Regions from separate parts of the Rattus norvegicus genome. Here region 1 is linked to region 2. Evidence: chromatin contacts called from public Hi-C data. All regions are on one chromosome and are shown on one strand. Each heading gives the region's core, a stretch centred on a gene start, on an enhancer-like site or on the middle of the called end of the contact. The rest is flanking DNA. Distances are from core to core; before and after follow the strand shown. Region 1 has its middle 19 kb from the start of Chrm1. Region 2 has its middle 14 kb from the start of Slc22a8.

Region 1 (3,822 bases), core at 639-3,138, 100 kb after region 2:
TATGACGGCTTACATGATATACTGCCAGCCACAAAAGCCCTCCAGAACCTTGATGTCAGGTGGTTTTACAAGAGGATGGGCACAGGAAAGGACATGGCTGACTACCTAGATGGTTGGCCTCAGTTAGTATCCAGCCCTTTCTAGAGACTTAATGGACAGTGTGGTCTAGAACCTTCATCACAAGCCATATTCTTAGTATAGATTATCCGGTGTGCTCCAGGGTACACAGACAAGCAAAGATTTTCTTCTAGGCTGGATAATCCAGTGGTTAGCCACAATTCCGAGGAGCTAGACAAGGCCTGCTAAGCTAACAGTGGTCTAAACCAGGAACATTGCCAGCACCTTGGAACTTATATAGATAAATAATCTGGGGTCACCATGGGTTTACTAAAAGGGGAATTCCAAGGATGGAAACCAGCTATCCATAACCAGCAGCCTCAAGGGGATTTTGGCACAAATTAAAGTTAAGTTTGAAGGAGGTAAAAAAAAAAAAAAAAAGACTCCTAGAAGGCTGAGGTCCTGGGTGGGGCCCCGCCCAAAAAAAAGCCATCCCTGCAGGGCTAGAGAGTTGGCTCAGAGGTTAAGAGCACTGGCTGCTGTTCCCAAGGTCCTGAGTTCAAGTCCAAGCAACCACATGGTGGCTCACAACCCTCTGTAATGAGATCTGGTGCCCTCTTTTGGCCCACAGGCATACATGCAGGCAGAACATTGTATACGTAATAAATAAATAAGTCTTTTTTTGTTAATCCCTGAAGAAGAAGTGGGAATTCATCCCCCACATTTAGCTTCCTGAACTCCCAGAAACTGTTGGACCTGGAGAGCTTGTCTGGCTGTTCTAGCTGGGGTGTGCACCTCCTGGTATATACCCTTGACCAAAAGAGGGCCCTCCTCTACTTGGGAAGGTCTTCTTCTCGAACTGAGTGTACAGCTTTGGACAGGATGAATGCAGAGGGGTGATAGAGGAAGAAGAAACTTGCTTATCCAGCCTCATAAGTTTCATCAATCCTAGTAGCCAAATGGGATGTCAAATTCTCAATCACCTTCACATCACCCACAACCTACAGAGTGGAGTCTTCCAATACCGTGGGCAAGGATAGCGACTAGGTGGACATGGAGAAACTGGCCAGAGCCGTTAGAAATACAGCAGTGTGGGAATGACCCTCAGATGTAAACCCTGTACCCCTGCATCACCAGTACAGCCCCCTAGGTTGTCAGCTGAGACCCTGGTAAGGGCTTGTTTGCCTGTGCTCTCTTGTAACCCTAAGTTCCCTTCAGAAATAAATACCCTGCCTGTGTCAAGGGTACGGAGGTGGAGGGGCTGAGGAAGCAGCACTGGACAGAGTGAAGCTTTGGAGAAAATGGAACATCAAGGAGAGAGGGGGTGGGACTAAATCAGGAAGGAGGGGTGAGACCATCATCAGGACCAGTAGTGAGAGTAGCAGCTCACACCTGTCACTTGTTCCCTATTCTGGGGACCTCACTGTGGTCCTGCCATGCCCCCCACCAAACAACCCTAGGCATTCCTCCTGTTTTCAGGGTCTTCAGTCTCTAAGAGGAGCTAGTCCCTTGCAGGTGTCAGAGGGATGAGGCAAACTGGCAAAAGCACCGGATGACTCTACCATCAGTGTCACCACAGAGGAGGCTGCCACAGGTAATGGCCAGAAACCAGGTCTAGTGTCTCACCCAGGTCTTACCCTGTACCTTTGTTCTGGCTTTGGGAAGTCTAGAGCCCTAGTCCCCCAGACCAGGAAGAAGAATCTTACATTCGAAGAGTGCCCAGCGCACACCCTGGCAAGAAGGAGGGTAAACGGCAGGTGGGATCTGGGTCCTGCAGGCCTCTGAAGAGAGAGTTCTGCCAACCCAGGGCACATAGGATGGAGGGCAGAGGAAATGGCAGGAGGCAGAAGGGTGGTTGCATGGGCATCTGTCCATCCCAAACACAGCACCCACTCCTACCCTGAGGGAGTCTCTTTACTCCAGGAACAAAGGCCTTCCCGTAGAAGTAGGGAGAGAACAAGGTCTTTTTGTGAATACCATCTCTTCTACCAGTACCACACTGGAGCTAGCCTGAAGAGGAACAGGTTAGAATTCCTCCTACACGCAAAGCCCCGCCCTACTTCCATTTCCACCATGACATTTGAGCGCCACCTGCTGGCAATTCAAGAAAGCTGATGTTTAAACACCTCCCCTCTGCCTTTTTTTTTATTTTATTTATTTATTTATTTATTTTTTTTTTTTTTTTTTGAGACAAGATCTTGGTATATAGCCTTGGCTGGCCTGGAATTCACTATATACACCAGGCTGGCCTTGAACTCTTAGAGATCTGACTGCCTCTGTCTCCTAATGCTGGAATTAAAGATGTTCACCATCACACTGGCCAAATGGCTACCTCTTCTTCTTCCTCCTCCTCCTTTGTAAAACTGGTATTGGAATTGAACCTAGGGCCTCTCATACACTAGGCCAACATTCTACAAACGAGCTATATGTCTCCCCCATACACTTTTTTATTATAAAAACACGTTGCAAAAAAATCACACACCAAAATTAACCAGACCCAAAGTCTTCGTTCTTCGTTTAAAAGCCACCTCTCTAGTCCCTGAGTCACAGAGATATTTTTATTAGTTAGTTGATTCACTGTTAGTTTATTGAAGTAATATCATGGGAGGGTTGCTATGCCCCCTTTTGCTCCTAAATATCTACATGGGGTTTCTGCCCCACTCTAACACGTTTAGCTCCCAAGTAAACAACATGGAGACATGAGACTTTATTAACAATCGGCTGGCACTGTGCCGGGCAGATTCTGAGCTAGTGTAACCCAGCTAGGTTATTAATAATCAGATACATGCCTCATAACTTGCCATCTGAGTCTGGTTCTGTTCCATGTGTGTCCTCAGTGCAAGCTTCTCTTGGCCACGTGCTCATGGTACACCCTGCCTCACGACATTGCCCTTCTTCCTTCTCTTCGTTCTTCACTCGATCTGCAGTTCCTTCTCCTATCTCCCCTGCCTAGTCAGAGGCCCAAGCTTTTTATTCCCCAGTCAGAGGCTACTGGGCAGCATTCTTTACAGCCCATTGGTCAGTACAGTGCCTGTGTCCAGGCTGCAACCTCATCTTGGGGCACAGAACTCAGCATCTGAATACACAGCACACAGGCTGACCCCAATATTAGTTAGCACAGGAGGCGGACTCTAAGACCTGTGCATGCTAGTCAAGTACTTTGCCACTCACTGGTCTGCCCCTGAGAGTCTAACGCAGTAGTTTAGAATATATTTGGACAGTGTCACATAGGAGGGCAAAGAGCACTCTTTGAAGCTTTTGTAAGAAAGATTCTTTTATTATATTTATTGTATGTGTGTGTGCACACCACACGCACATGGGTGCCACTGAGCATGTGCAGACATCAGAAGGCAATTTGGGAGACTCTGTTTTCTCTTCTGGGGATCAAACTGGGGTTCCTGGGCTTAGCGGCAAGCACTTTACCCAGCCACTTTTGAACTTACAAAGAGAAAACTCACATATTCCAGGCCATAATATAAACCACTTTTTTGGTTCTTTTTTTTTTTTTTTTTTTTTTCGGAGCTGGGGACCGAACCCAGGGCCTTGCGCTTCCTAGGTAAGCACTCTACCACTGAGCTAAATCCCCAGCCCCAAAACCACTTTTTAAAAAAAAAACTGACTCATTTATTTATTTTATGTATGAGTACACTGTCTCTGTCTTCAGACACACCAGAAGAGGCATCAGATCCCATTACAGATGGTTGTGAGCCACCATGTGGTTGCTGGGAATTGAACTCAGGACCTCTGGAAGAGCAGTCAGTGCTC
Region 2 (3,786 bases), core at 336-2,835:
TAGAAAATTTTAAATTCCTCTGGGTCAGCACTTCTTGAAATCAAAATATATGCTCAAGTTTCATTTCTCCCTAGGATACGTGCTGTTCTGTATGCTAGAATGTTAGCTCCAGTTCAGACCACTCAGAGTAAGGCAAGGAATCCCTTACATTAGGAATAAAAACCCAGAAGAACCCCCCTACACACACACACACACACACACACACACACACACACACACACACACACACACTGGGTGCATGTGTCAGCCATTAGTAAAATGTTTGAGGGCTTTGGTTTGGATCATCCTCAGGACCCAGGGATTGTAAAATCAGAGTGCAGTGGCATCTGTCTGTAAACCAGCATCGAGGAGCGAGAGATGGAGACCAGCAGACTCCTGGAGCTCACTGGCCAGTCAGTCTAACTGCTTCAAGAGAGACCCTATTTCAAGGTAGATAGCCCAAGGAAGATATTCAACACTGACCTCTGTCTGGTCTGTGTGTGTATGTGTGTATGTGTGTATATATACATGAACATACAAACACACACATAAAACTGCCCATGATTGAAATGGCAAACCTTATTCTAATTTTATTCTAAATATATTCTATATTTATTAGTTTTAATAGCATTTTAATTTATTCTTTTAAATTTTTATGCATTCATACAACACATATTTATCATATCCATCTACCTGTACCACTCTAAAATTCCTCCTAGTGTCCCCCACCCAGTCTCTTTCCCAACTTCATGTCATTTGTAATCAATAATCACAAGTCCAATCAGTTCTGCCCATATGATCTTGGAGCAGAGAGCTCCTTCGGGGCATGAGCAACCTTCCAGAAGGAAGAAAAGTGACTCTCTCTCCCTCAAATAGCTATCAACTGCCAACTATTCCTCTACTGGGATCCCTCCCGTCCACGCTAGAATTTTGGTTGGCTTGATTTGCTGCAAGTTTTGTGCAGGTAACCACAACTGTTATGAGCTCCAGGAGCTTTCTGGAGCAGATCCTGTGAAATCAACACCCTGATTTTACAAATCCCAGAGTGCTGGAGATCCAAATCCAAACCCTCGAGTACTTTACTGAGCCATCTCCCAGCCCTATTTTGTTTTCTGAGACAGTGTCTTATGTATCCTCCAGCCTTAAGTTCTAGAGTGCTGGGATTGCAGGCATGCCCAGACACCACGCATCTCTGTGAGAACATCTCTGTGGCCTTCTGCATATCTACAGTATTGAGCAATGACCACCACTGCCCACCTCCAGATTGTCATGGGAAACAGAATTCTGAACTTATTAAGCAAACTCCCCTTCCAAACCCCTCTCATCATATGCAAACCTCTATTCTAATTCCTGCATGTTTTAATTTTCCCTTTCTAGTGCTCCTTATATGCAAAATTATAGTTATCTGATTTTGTATCTTGTTTCACTAAGAAAAATATGTAGAGGGCTCATTAATGTTGTAGTATATGACGACGTTTCAACCCTTTTTAATTCTTAATACATGATTCGATTGTATACACATGTATTACTTTCCCCCATTCATCCGGTGTTGATGGAGGGCCTGATTTCACCAACATGTCTGATTCCAACTCCTAAAGCCAGTGCAGTGACTCCCTGTGGCCGCCAGAGGACGCATGGGGACCACAAGGCCGGCACTTATGGAAGCTGTTTATGGAAAAAGAACCAGAAGCCTGGTTTTGCGCATATTAAGTAAGGACAGACTCCCGCATGTGAAAGGGAAGCTGGCCGGGCCTGGATGTGGGCCAGAGAGGTAACCGTTCTTTCAAATCGGTTAATTGGATTCAATTGGAAGAAAAGAAGCACGGAGATCCACTCGGAAGAAGCTATCCCTGTAACCCTGATCCAGTACCACACCCCACCCCCAAAATGGAAAGATTCCACCGACCACCCACAGCTTTCCTGCAAGCTGTCCTCCAGTGTGAGCCGCCCCCAGCGGGAGCTCGGAGAGGAGGATGGGAGAGTAAATCCAGCAAGGATTGAGCTTGGTTCCTGCCTTTTCCCCAACAAACATGATGTGTTCAACCTGTGGCTTGAACGTTTCACAGAGAAGGAAATTGAAGCATGGTGCTGTTACCGCAGAGACCAGAGCAAATGCAAGAGGCAAGGTCTGAATGCCACCCAGGGGCTCATGAGAACTTCTCCAAGCCCACTGACTGGATTTCTCTGTAATGAGGGTCTAGTGCTTCATTCCACACTTCATCACAGAATGGGATTTGGCCCCAGAGTCTGGTCCACAGGGCCTCTGTTATGCCCTGGCTTGGCTTTTTGGTAGCCACCTCACACTGGCCAGAATTTCCACCAGTGTAAACCCCTCCACTTTTCTCACATGTACTGGGACTGAGACAGCTCTCCCCCACTGCAGCCCTTGCAGCTGGGTCTTTGGATCTGAGTGCAGGAACTGACATTTATCCCTGTCAGATTCATCTTGTTCACTCATCTGACAAACATTTGTTCAGTGCCTACGCAGTACCAGGTGCTGGTACTGAAACGAGAGACACGTCCCCTGCCCTTAAGAAGCTCTCACTGACATCAATCCTGTCAGTAGCCACCAGTTGCTAAGTACCTACTCTATGCCAGGCACACGAGGCTAGTGTCATAGCCATGAGTTGTTTCATGACCTCTCACAACTCTGCAGTGTGGGTGGCATTGTCTGAATTTTGCAGATGGGAAAGACAAAATTCAGAAGGCTTATGTGGGCTGGGAAGACTGCTAACTTGGTAAGATGCCGTCTGTGCAAGCATGAGGCCCTGGGTTCAGGTCTCCAACACCCACATAAAAAGCCAAGCACAGTTTCTGTGGAAGCAGATAAGTAGAGTCCTGAAACTCATTGGCCAGCAGGCCTAGCTGAATCTCTGATCTTTGGGTTCAGAGAGAGAGAGAGAGAGAGAGAGAGAGAGGAAGGAAGGAAGGAAGGTGGGGGCTGGAGAGATGGCCTATCAGTTAAGAGCACTTTCTCTTCCAGAGGACCCAGGTTCAAGTTCCAGTATCCATGTGGCAGCTCACAACTATTCATGGTAACACGGTGACTTACAGATACACATAGGGCCAAAATGTTCATAAATAAATTTTAACTTTTTTCAAATAAATAAAGATGAACAGTGGTTGAAGAAAGATACCTGTGCTGATCAGTAATTTTGTCAACTTGACACAAGTGGGAGAGAATCTCAACTGAGAAAATGCCTCTGTAAGACTGGTCTACAGCCAGGTCTGTTGGGCATTTTCTTAGTTAATAGATGTGGGAAATCCTAGTAAACTAGGTGTGGGTCTGCCCATGGGAAAGTAGTCCTGGGTTAAATAGGAAAGCAGGCTGAGCAAGTCATGGGAAGTAAGCCAGAAAGCAGCACTATCCATGACGTCTGCTTCAGCTCCTGCCTCCAGGTGTCCTGCTTGAATTCCTATACTGACTTCTCTTAAGTCATGGACTCCAACCCCAAGAAGAAATAAACCTTTTCCTCCCCAAGATGCTTTTAGTCATGCTGTTTATCACAGCAATAGAAAACAAACTAAAACAATACACCATACACACACACAGGCACATACACACACACACACACACACACACACGCACGCACGCACGCACGCACGCACGCACGCACGGCATGCTCACTTGTGTATGTGGCAGGCAGGCAGCAGGTGAACCCCAGCTCAGCTGTCATCTCTAAAAGAGAAAAATGTTAACTGACTTGTGGGAAGTGACCTTGCTACAAAGAAGCAGCACCCAACATTCCCATTGCTCTGGATTCTGAGTCTCTCCCACTTAGACTTCCTCTATTCCAGCTTTGGAGT

What was found. Hi-C and Micro-C count contacts between places; a contact is called where the count stands out from the background.
Region 1: a Hi-C map of liver shows a contact between it and region 2, with 10 times the contacts expected there. The contact joins two enhancer-like sites. A contact is called at or near these places in 12 of 12 Hi-C or Micro-C datasets (the A7r5 cell line, the Rat2 cell line, Schwann cells and 7 more) and 1 of 1 datasets of contacts at active chromatin or transcription factors (oligodendrocytes).

What each region holds. Positions count from the first base shown.
Region 1 is chr1:215,013,158-215,016,979 of GRCr8, forward strand. No RefSeq gene overlaps it. Among named protein-coding and RNA genes, the nearest start is that of Chrm1, 19 kb to the left of the region's middle. Within about 2 kb of position 1,889, at least 9 of the 93 cell types and tissues checked have an H3K27ac peak or open chromatin away from gene starts, as enhancers often do.
Region 2 is chr1:214,911,831-214,915,616 of GRCr8, forward strand. It overlaps a transcript of Slc22a25 not described here. Among named protein-coding and RNA genes, the nearest start is that of Slc22a8, 14 kb to the right of the region's middle. Within about 2 kb of position 1,586, at least 20 of the 93 cell types and tissues checked have an H3K27ac peak or open chromatin away from gene starts, as enhancers often do.